Regions from separate parts of the Mus musculus genome. Here region 2 is linked to region 1. The links are chromatin contacts, called in public HiChIP or PLAC-seq maps. All regions are on one chromosome and are shown on one strand. The core of a region is the stretch at or near the end of the contact, and the rest is flanking DNA. Distances in the headings are between cores, read along the strand shown. Region 1 has its middle 46 kb from the start of Gm31836. Region 2 has its middle 23 kb from the start of Gm31976.

What was found. HiChIP or PLAC-seq counts read pairs in DNA pulled down with a chosen protein or histone mark.
Region 2: an H3K4me3 HiChIP or PLAC-seq map of neural tube shows a contact between it and region 1, with 4 times the contacts expected there. The contact joins two enhancer-like sites. A contact is called at or near these places in 9 of 39 promoter capture datasets (the HPC-7 cell line, embryonic stem cells, hippocampal neurons and 3 more), 1 of 15 datasets of contacts at CTCF or cohesin (stem cell-derived epiblast-like cells), 10 of 484 Hi-C or Micro-C datasets (cumulus cells, embryonic stem cells and spermatogonia), 7 of 115 datasets of contacts at active chromatin or transcription factors (embryonic basal ganglia, embryonic forebrain, embryonic hindbrain and 4 more) and 1 of 9 other capture datasets (embryonic stem cells).

What each region holds. Positions count from the first base shown.
Region 1 is chr5:120,278,621-120,283,761 of GRCm38.p6, reverse strand. No RefSeq gene overlaps it. Among named protein-coding and RNA genes, the nearest start is that of Gm31836, 46 kb to the right of the region's middle. Within about 2 kb of position 2,386, at least 6 of the 459 cell types and tissues checked have an H3K27ac peak or open chromatin away from gene starts, as enhancers often do.
Region 2 is chr5:120,406,093-120,411,233 of GRCm38.p6, reverse strand. No RefSeq gene overlaps it. Among named protein-coding and RNA genes, the nearest start is that of Gm31976, 23 kb to the left of the region's middle. Within about 2 kb of position 2,088, at least 44 of the 459 cell types and tissues checked have an H3K27ac peak or open chromatin away from gene starts, as enhancers often do.

The DNA of each region.
Region 1 (5,141 bases), core at 1,137-3,636:
CTGAAGCAACTTCTGCATGCTTAAAAGAGAGGTATAAGCTGTGCCCTGGCCCCACACCCTTCCCGAAGCTCTCTCATTCTTCCTGAAGACTGTCATGATGTTCCTTCCTCCAGGAAGCCTTCCCAGCTTCCTTCTGAGACAAGGGAGCCCTTCACAGAGGTTGCATATGTCATCGCAGACAGGTCATCCCCTGTTCCTTAGTGTTTCCTGTGTCAAGTCCAGATTCAGTTTATGGGTCTGCAGGAGTGGGACACAACACCTGCCCTCTGATGACTTAAGGACACATGATAGTTTCTCATGACCACTTACAGCTGGAAGCCAGGCCTTGTGGATACAAATGTCATCAGCAGGAGGGACCTGGGGCAGATTTCTCCACCTGCCTGGCCTCAGTTTCCCCAGTGGCCAATGCAGGATCAGTCAGTGGTATCTCAAGCGAAATTTTAACACCAACTAGAGCACACGGCTGGCCCCCAGGAATCTCTCAGTGAAACATCCTATCACCAAACATTCTGTGTCTGGTGTGGCTTTTGATGGCTGCACACGGAGGTTAACAAGAGCTGGTACCCTTGGCCTTAAAAAGACATAGGTGAGCTTGGCGGTGGTGGCTCACACCTTTTATCCCAGCACTTGGAGGGCAGAGGCAAATGGATCTCTGTGCCTTCAAGGCCAGCCTGGTTCTACAGAGAGAGTTCACACAGATGAAATTAACTTTGTGTGTGTACATGTGCATCTAGGAACAATCAGGAACTATCTACCTTTGATATTTTTGAGATAGTGACTTTTGTATAATCTGGCCAATTGAGCTGTCAGGGTCCGCCTCTGGGTCTGCCTCCCCAGAGCTGGGATTATAGGTTCAGGACACCATGCCTGGCTTATTTATTTATTTATTTATTTATTTATTTATTTATTTATTTAAAAAAATATGTTCTGGAAATTAAACCCAGGTCCTAGCACTTTACTGACCGAGCCTTCACTAAACCTCTCAAGTTAATAGCATTCTTTACCTCTGAATAACCAATATATTCCCGTTCACCTCTGTCACGGAGCTAGAAAAACCATAATCTAGTGTAGCCTTTTACCCTTTTAAGTCTTTGAGATGCACTAGGCATGGCGTGTTCGAAGCCCATCAATATAGAGCGAGGGACCAGCACAGTGCAGCCCAGTGAGGCAGAGGGCTACCCTAATGGCTGGTGCAGGTCTAAGTAGAAATGACCCCGGGCCATAAGCAAAGGAACTGATATTTTGGGGGGTTGGGCTAGAGAGATGGCTCAGTGGTTAAAAGAACTTCTTTTGTTGGGATCTGGGTTCAGTTCCCTGCTCCCACACTGGTGGGTCACAACCTCCTTGTTAACTCCAGCTCCCGAGACTCCAACGCCCTCTACTGGATTCTGCAGGCACCTGCACCCATGTGCCCCGCCCCCCCCTCCCAATAAAGAAGACAAATTCTTTAGATACCTATATAGTTTTTGTTGAGGCTCAGGGAAGGCTCATCAACAGCCTGCTCAACAAGATAAGAACCCGAGCTTTACCCCAAGCCCATGCAGGAGTGGTGGCACATGCCTGCAATCCCAGCGCTGGCGGAAACAGAGGCTTGTGGATCTCAGGAGCTCAAGGGCCAGCCAGCCTTAAGGAATCAGCAAGCCCAGTTTCAACAAGAGACTTTGTCTCGAAAAGGAAAGGGGGTGATGCCCGAGCAACAACCTTCAAGGTTGACCTCTGACATCCACGCACATGCGCAAACACGGGCGTGTGTGTGCCGGAACAAGCACGGGCACCTAGGCACTAACTAGCACACACAAATATTTTGTCACTGCCTATCCGTCTAGAGCCCAGGCTGGCCTCTAGCTCCCAGCAATCTTCCTGCTTCTTGCAAATTGCGGGCTACCGTGCCTTGCTTTAAAAAGAAAATTGTTTCAGCTGCAGAAGGCCAGGCCCTCGTCATGGAAGCCAGTCTATGCTTACATTTTAAACTGTTGATCCAGAACCTTCTTTGAAGGGACCCTAAATTGTGTGGGTGATTTCCTCGATCCAGAGGAACCCATCCGTGGGGATCCCGTCCGAGAGAAACTGGGGCATCCTTATCACCCCTCACCCTCGCCCACGGCCCTCCGCCTCTCTGGAAAAAGAGAGAGAGAGATAACTCAGAACGCTGTGAAATTTGCCACTGTGAGAACAGTTAATTTTTCACACCCAGACGAACTGGCTGGGTTTGTTAAAGCCCAAGATAATCAAATAATCATTGTAACTCATGTCCGCCTCCTGTCTTTCGCTCTTTGTACCATTAATGTCCCAGCGGGGGGGCGGCTCTGGGTTAGTTCAGACGTAGCCTATTTAGATAACCTTCCGGTTGGTCTTCTGAGAACAAAACCCCCCTCCCGGAGCATCCTACAACAAATGAACCAACCCGCTCTAATCTGCTTATCGCTGTCACCTCTGATCCAGGCCCGCGCATCTCTAGGGCCTGCGGGACGAAGCCAGAGATTTATATGGATATATTTCCGTTTAGAGCAGTGCATACATGTATCTGCATGAACCTGCCCAAAGGAGACACCAAATCAGAGACGCAGGCTGCCTCCCCCTCCCCTGGAAGAGTCCTCGGAGGAGACAGGACTTGGGTTTGGGGTCTGGCATGGGCGCACTGCAGGGGTCGCCACCTGGGAGACGCGGGCATTGAGGTCCCCACACTTGTGGGTTCCTGTCTCTCCTCTCTGTTCCCATATTCACAGCCTTGTGTGCCCCTTGCTTTTTATTTTTAAGCTCTGTCGGTTTTATTTTTCTCTCTTCCGCTTCTACCCCCCCCCCCGCCTCCTTCTCTCTCCCTCTCCGATGACCTCTCCCAGTGTCTTTCATCTCCAGACTCTTTTCTACCTTCTGTATCACCCCCCCTTTTTCCTCTCTTCTCCTTTCCTTTCCCCTTCATTCTTTTCCTTCCCCGCCCCGTCCCAGCCTCTCTCCCCTCCTTAATTCCCCTTCTCTTACATTCCCCTTTCCCCTCACCAGCCCCCACCCCGCTTGCTTTCTCCAGATTCCAAGTCTCCCCACCCCCTTTTTTCCTTCCCACACCACCTGGCCCCTCTCCCACCTTCCTGCCTCCTCACCCTTCTTCACCTCCCTCCCCATTACCCTGCCACCCTCCCTCCTCCTCCAGCTTTAATTTCTGATGAATGTGTTCTGGGGGGTTGGGGGGGGTGGGGGATCTTCGCGATAAATCACATCTCCGTGGGAATAGCTAATCTGCAGGCACCGGCCACTGTCCCCAGTTCTTAGCAGCACATGTTAAACAGCGATATGGCGGTGACACGGAAACCGCCCATCGGAGAGGCGGAGAGAGGATTTTGAACTTCAATGCTCAGAAAGAAAAAAATAGTGAGGGCAAAGATAAGACTCCACAAAGCCTTGGCCCTGAACCGGGAGCCGCATCAGGACAGCAGGCGTGCAGAGGGCGACCGGTACCATGCTCCTCCTCCATGCTGGACCTCTGTGGGGCCCCCTGAGAGGGGGCTACCTCCTATTACTTGCACCCCATCTGGGTAGCGGGGTGCAGGTCTCCAGATGGACCTGTGGGGTGGGGTGCATCTCAACTACCTTCACTCAGCTGGTCTTATTGGGCATGCCTCAGTTTCCTTGTGTGAATCCCTGGAACGTGGGCCCCTGACATCTGGGGGCAAAGTGGAGTGATTGGTTGTGATTTATGAACACGAACTTAATCGGAATGTCAGATTCTTTGTAGAATAGTCTCTGGTGGGGGTGGGGGTAGGTTCTACAACTTCCCCAACCCCCCCTCCTTCCCCCCTCCTCTGTGTCCTGTCCCCATGCTGTGAACCTCTGGAGCTACTCTAAGGTCGCCCCCTCCCCTGCTACAGACTGCAGTAACACACTGCCATGGGGAAGCACACTCTTTCCATCTGGGCATGTGTCTTTCATGGGGAAGTCTGATCTCAGTCTATGTCTTTGCCTTTGTGCCTGGTAGGCAAGGGATCAGCCCAGGTCCTTGCCGTGGCGGAGCAATGTTAAACAGAGGATAGTCTGGTCCAGAAAGTCCAGACAGGAGTCTCAAGGCTCTGAAAAGTCCAAGCTGCGGGGGTGGGGTGGGGGTGGGTGGCCTGGATCTGGATTTTGGAAACTCCTGGGAGCAAACATCCACAACTGGAGCTGCCAGCCCTGGCCTGGCATGTCTGCGAGGCAGAGAGCCTCCCCATCAACAGGAGGCAACTGAGCTCAGATACCTTGATGGGACTCCACTCTAGGATCTTGCTGTTCTGGGCTGGAATCCTAGCTCTGCCACTCCCTTGGGGAAAGACCCATAAGCTTGTGCCTCAGTCTTTCTGGTTGTGAGATGGGGGAGTGGATTTGAGTTTATGCCAAAGCCCCCCCCCCCCCCCAGATTGTACTTCTCAATAAGACACAGCACCTACCACTTCTATTTTATCTTCTGCCTGCTGCTCTCTTGGGGGCTGATGGAGGGGCAGTGGCTGAGGAGGGCTTCCAGGACAGCAACTGACCTTGTGTCTAACCTCTGCGTCTGGTTTCCACGTCTTCTCTGATCACAGGTCTATGGATCCTCGGTTTTCTCACCTGAAGATAGGTTTGATTAGGGCAGAGCTATGCTTCTGGGATGAGACAGTGCTGTCACATAGATGTGAGAGACGCTCCAGGGCTGTTGGTGCTGATGCAGGGAGGAATGGCACGGGTTCTGGGTTCAGATCTCGGAAGCATCTGTTACTAGCTGCGCGTCCACAGGAAAACAACTTCAACTCTTTGTGCTTCTGCATAGCATCTACAGAATGTGTCTGTTGCTCTGGGGATGTTCTGTTGCTCCTCAGCTAAAGTTACTGGTCCAAGGACAGAGAAGCAGAGACCAGGTCACTGTCTCTTTCAGAGGTCAGGGCTGGACACAGGATCCAAGTTACTAAACAGTTTGTTGATTGACACAACCATGTAAATAGCAATGAACTCAAGAAGCTGGGGCTGAGACAGCATTAGTGAGTACATAGTGAGTGCTTTGTCCTCACTGGACAAAGTTCAAAGGGTGGGCAGTTCTTAGAAATGCTGAGTGTGCCCTGCCTCTAACACTTGCTCCCCTCTGATGGAACCACCAATAGTCACAGGTATGCACTTAACCCCAGAACTGTCCCTGAGTT
Region 2 (5,141 bases), core at 839-3,338, 130 kb before region 1:
GGGTCTGTCTGCTGGTGTCCCTTGCCCACAGACAGGGAGATCTGAGGACCACCGGGACAGGGACAGGATGGGATGGCTCATCTTTGGTGAGTCCCGCAGAAGGAGTTCAGGGTGAGCTGTATCAAGGAGCTCCATCCAGGAGAAGACAAGGCTGGGCCAAGCTTCAGGCCAAGTGGTCAGAATTAAGAGGAGGCAAAAGCTGGGGGCCTGGTACCCCTGGCTCTGGAAGCAGAATATTTGGAGGCGGTTTTAGATTCACTGTCAAAGCCACAGGCCTACATAGGTTGCTAGAGACACCTGTGGGAGGTTGGTTGGTGCAGGTCGCAGGGAGCTCTTCCTGGCTCTCAAGCAGAGGAGAAGCTAGCTGGCAGGAAGGAAATAAGACAGTAGGTGATGCGTGTGTGCATGCGTGCGCATGTGTGATGGAGGTGAGGGGACGGGGATGGGTGGGTGGAGGAGGTGTGATATGTGCACAGAAACCCAGACAGGGGTAGTGGGGCTAGAACAGGGGGCAGGGAAGTCTGGGAGGGGACAGGAAGTCACTGACCCTCCTGTCTGAAAGGCTGGAGAAGCCAGTGGTGAACTTTTTTCCTTGTGTGTGTTTGCTGGGGGTGTGGGAGGCAGTGGTGGAGAGGAGATATTCTAAGGTGGGGCATGTCTTTAGATTTATAACCCTGCCAATCTGAGAAGGCTTCCTGGAGGCAGTGGCACCGCCCTCAGGGAGAAGCGAACCAGGAAGACAGAAAAAGAGATGAAGGCAGAATGGGTCCAATGTTCAAAGCATCCTCCTCCAGAGGGGTCTCCTGCATCCTGTGCTCAGCTTACTGGGTCCCCCAAGAGTCCCAGGATCCCTCCTGGGTGTGTGTCTTCCATCAAGATGTGGACAAAGTTGATTAGTGTGGGCGGCAGCCAGGACTGGCGTTTCTAATTAACACGCAGGCGGGGAGAACGCGCTCTCTTCTTCTCGACTCTGTATTCAGCTGATTGAATATCAGGGCCGAGGCTAAACTATGAGTCAAAAATAAAACCTGCGCGCTCCTCTCGTTAAAGAGACAGCGTTCCATTTCCAGGGCTCTGCTCCTCCGGCAGCCTGGGGTAGAGAGGGGACCGATGCTTTGGAAAAACCCTGAGGCTAGGCTGGACACGGGGACTTTCCGGTTCTAGGCAGGGGTCAGCGAATGAGGCTGGGGGTGCAAGGAAGGCTGGGATGGAGGGAGGAAGGGGGGGACTCCAGGTGGGCCCGTGGTCCCCCCACGGGGGAGAGAAAGGAAGAAAGATGGACTGTAGAGAGGAAAAGGCGAGAGGCAGCTTGCTGTAGCAGGGGGAGAAGGGTAGGCAAACACGGGTTCATTAATCTGTAGTTCGTCTGTCTTTCCTGTGAGGTGGATGGACTTGATGGATTAATTAAGTCGCAGTCTGTAAAACCGGTTTATTTGCATAGCAAACTCCTGGGCCAGTGTGCGGTGAGGTGAGTGTGCGCCGCGCAGACAATTCGGGGGAAATTACAGCCTCATTAATATGCTAATCTGGTTGCAGGCCTGGAACGGAGTTTTGGGTTGGTGGTGCTCCGGGGTGGTGGGTGTTTGGTTGCCTAGCAACCCTTTTCTCCAGGTAACCCTTCTCTGGCTTGCCCTTGATATCCCCAAAGGAGCGCCGCTGTGGAAGAGGAGGTAGCTGGGAGCCTGCTGCTGTCACAGAACAGTGGGCAAAATAAAAGGAAGGCGCGCACGTCCACACGCGAGGCCCCATTGTGCCGGTGTCTTTGCAAACAGACTGGGGAGGGGGGAACAGGGGAGGCTGCGTGGGTGCAGGGGACAGACGCCAACAGGCAGAAGCAATGTGGGGTGTCTGTGGAGCCAGACGGGGTGGGAACAGCCCTACACACACACACACACACACACACACACACACACACACACACACACACACAGATGCACACATGTGTGCACATATGCGCGGTTTTGTTTAACAAACAGATCCACATAATGAGACACTCCACATAGGTGATACACCCCCCAAGAGACACCCCAGACCCCGTCCTCACCAATGTCACCACAGACACACAGGCACGAGGTGGTGTGACGTTCACATAATATAAATGATAAATAGACAGTTCTGCGCGTGTGTGCACGCGCGCGGGCGCTGTGCACAGCTGTGCTGGCGGGTCCTGGTGGGTGGGAGTGGTAGGTGTGTGTATTGGTGGACACGCAGAAACATTCACATATGAAGCACAGCCTAAGCCCAGGGAAACCTTGGGCACAGTGTAGGATAGCATTGATGCACCAACACCAAGCACCTGCAGGCTCACAAACAGAACATGTGGTATATGCGTTTAGTCCCAAGTCACAGAAGGCAGAGGCAGTTGTATATCAGAGTTTGAGGCCAGCCCTGGGTAACCAGGGCTACATAGTGATACCCTGTCAGGAAAAACAAAAACCAAACCCAAAGTCCCCAGGCAGGTGGCCATGCAGAACACATGTTTCTCCTAATCCTTGTCACCTGAACTACGTGTGGTGTGTGACTGATGTCTGTATTGAAATCACACCCTGGTGGGCTTTCTGCACCCTGACGCTCTGTGACCACCCAATTTTGTTCTTTCTCTGCCAATCTGGAAGCATCAACTCTTCCGGTTGTTTCTGATAGGTGTACCAAAGCTAGTCGAATGTCCTCAGAGAGTAACTTTCCGTGCAATTACACCTCACCCCACCTCAAAAAGGCACCTGGTTCAGATGGATGTACAGGTGAATTCTGCACAAGATAATGAGAGGCAAGGGATTATTCTATCATACAAACTGTTCTAGAAGAAAAGAGAAACTAGCTAGACGGTAGTGGCATATAATCCTAGCACTCGGTGGGGCATAGGCAGTTCAAGGCCAACCTGGTGTATAGACAGCCAAGGCTACATGGAGAAACCCTGTCTTGACAAACAGACAGACAGACAGACAAGCAGACAAGCCCACAAAACCCAAAACAAAACATAAAATGAGAGGAGCTGTTCTACTCACAACTTTGACAGAACGTTGTGAGCTCTAGACAAGAGAGCATGAGAAGAGACTCATTAGCTGTCTGAGAAACACATATGGAAATGGTAACAAAAATGTACTATGGTATAAAGAGTGAGGGCTATCTAGGATTGGCATAGGTGCAGGCTCAGGGGACAGCCAATCCAAGGAGTTGGAAGCCCACACTTCATGGCTCTAAGTATTGGCAGAGTTGTAAAGGTGTTCAGACAGGCTTGCTCAGTTCTGGAGTGCCTGCAGACAAGCACACACGGAGAACACATGGAATTGTTTCCAGCAATGAGGCTCATGTTGGCAACTCATGGTCCATTGTCAGGAGACTAGGAGAAGAAACCAAGGCACGCGGCTGTGCACTCCATCTTGATGCTAGAGACACACCCCCTTATGGCTTCTCAGAGGACATAGGCTACTATCTACCAACTACCTATTCAAAGATCATTTATATGCCTGCTTCTATATACATAACTATCAAATATCGATCTTTGTACCTATTATCTATATCCATTTATACATCTACTCAATTCTCTATCCACCTATCCATCTATTTGTCCCTCCATTCATCTACCCTCTGTCTATGTATGTTTGTATGTATGTACATATGTATGTATGCATGTATGTATATTGTATGTATCTATGTATGTTTGTACATATCTATGTATGTATGCATGTATGTATCTATGTATGCATCTATCTATGTATGCATGATATATATATGTATTTATCTATATATGCATGCATGTATATATGTGTGCATTATGTATGTATGTATGCATCTATGTATGCATGTATGAATGTATACATCTAGCTGTGTATGTATGTATGTATGTATGCATGTATGTGTATGTGTGTATGTATGTGTGTGTGTATTATGTATGTATGTATGTATGTATGTATGTATGTATGTATCTATCTATCTATCTATCTATCTATCTATCTATCTACCCATCTATCTGTAGTGGTTTGAATATGCTTGGTCCAGGGAGTGGCACTATTAGGAGGTGTGGCCTTGTTGGAGTAGGTGTGTCACTGTGAGGGTGGGTTTGAGACCCTTCTGCTTGCTGCCTGGAAGCTAGTCTTCACTTTGCCTTCAGAACAAGATGTAGAACTCTCAGCTCCTTCTCTTGCACCATGACTGAAATGCTTCCTACCTTGATGATAATGGACTGAACCTAAGCCATCTCCAATGAAATGTCCTTTAAAAGAGTTGCCTTGGTCATGGTGTCTCTTCACAGCAATGAAAACCTTAACTAGGACTCACTCAATCTATCTATCTATCTATCTATCTATCTATCTATCTATCTATCTACTTATCTATCAACTCTTCAGCATCCACCCACCTACCTATTATCTATTCCTCTATTCTTCCATGTTTATATGAAGTTTTGGGGATGCTATAGTCTGTATCTCTTTTTCCTTTATTATAGAATTGTGCTTCTTGGTCTTTTCCATGTGTCCTGTGTGGGCAGGGTGGTGGTGAATTTGATCTTTAGATTCCTTTTGGCCACTAGTGTGTTAAAGGATATTCCATAGGCAGAAGCAGAGGCTTTAGTGTGTGTGTGTGTGTGTGTGTGTGTGTGTGTGTGTGTGTATGTGTGTGTGTGTGTGTGTGTGTGTGTGTGTGTGTGTAGTGAGCTGGGGAGAAAGTATAAGCTCTTGCATGTTTATGATACTTCATGACAAACTGTCCTTTTAGCCTGTGACACCTGTGCCTTTCAGAAACTCTGGGTCCAAGCTACACATCTGGGCATCCTGGATGATTAAAATCACAGCAGAATCATTGCCCATGCATGGAGTGACGGGGGTCGAAATGCATGGTGGGTGCTATAAGCTTCAGAGACAGCAGACTCACTTTAATCACTTTTAAACATTTATTTATGGATTTATTTTTGCATGTGCATGTATGTATGTGTGTGCGCGCATGCGTGTGTGGGTTCGGGTTCGGGTATATATAGGGGAACACTCTTGCTATACCGAATGACTGGAAGCCAAAGAACAACTTGCTGCAGTTGGCTCTCTGCTTCTACCATGTAGGTTTTGGGTATTGAACTCAGGTCATCAGCCTCGGTGGCAAACACCTTTTCTGACTGAGCCATCTTGCCGGTCCCTCCGTGGTTATTTGTT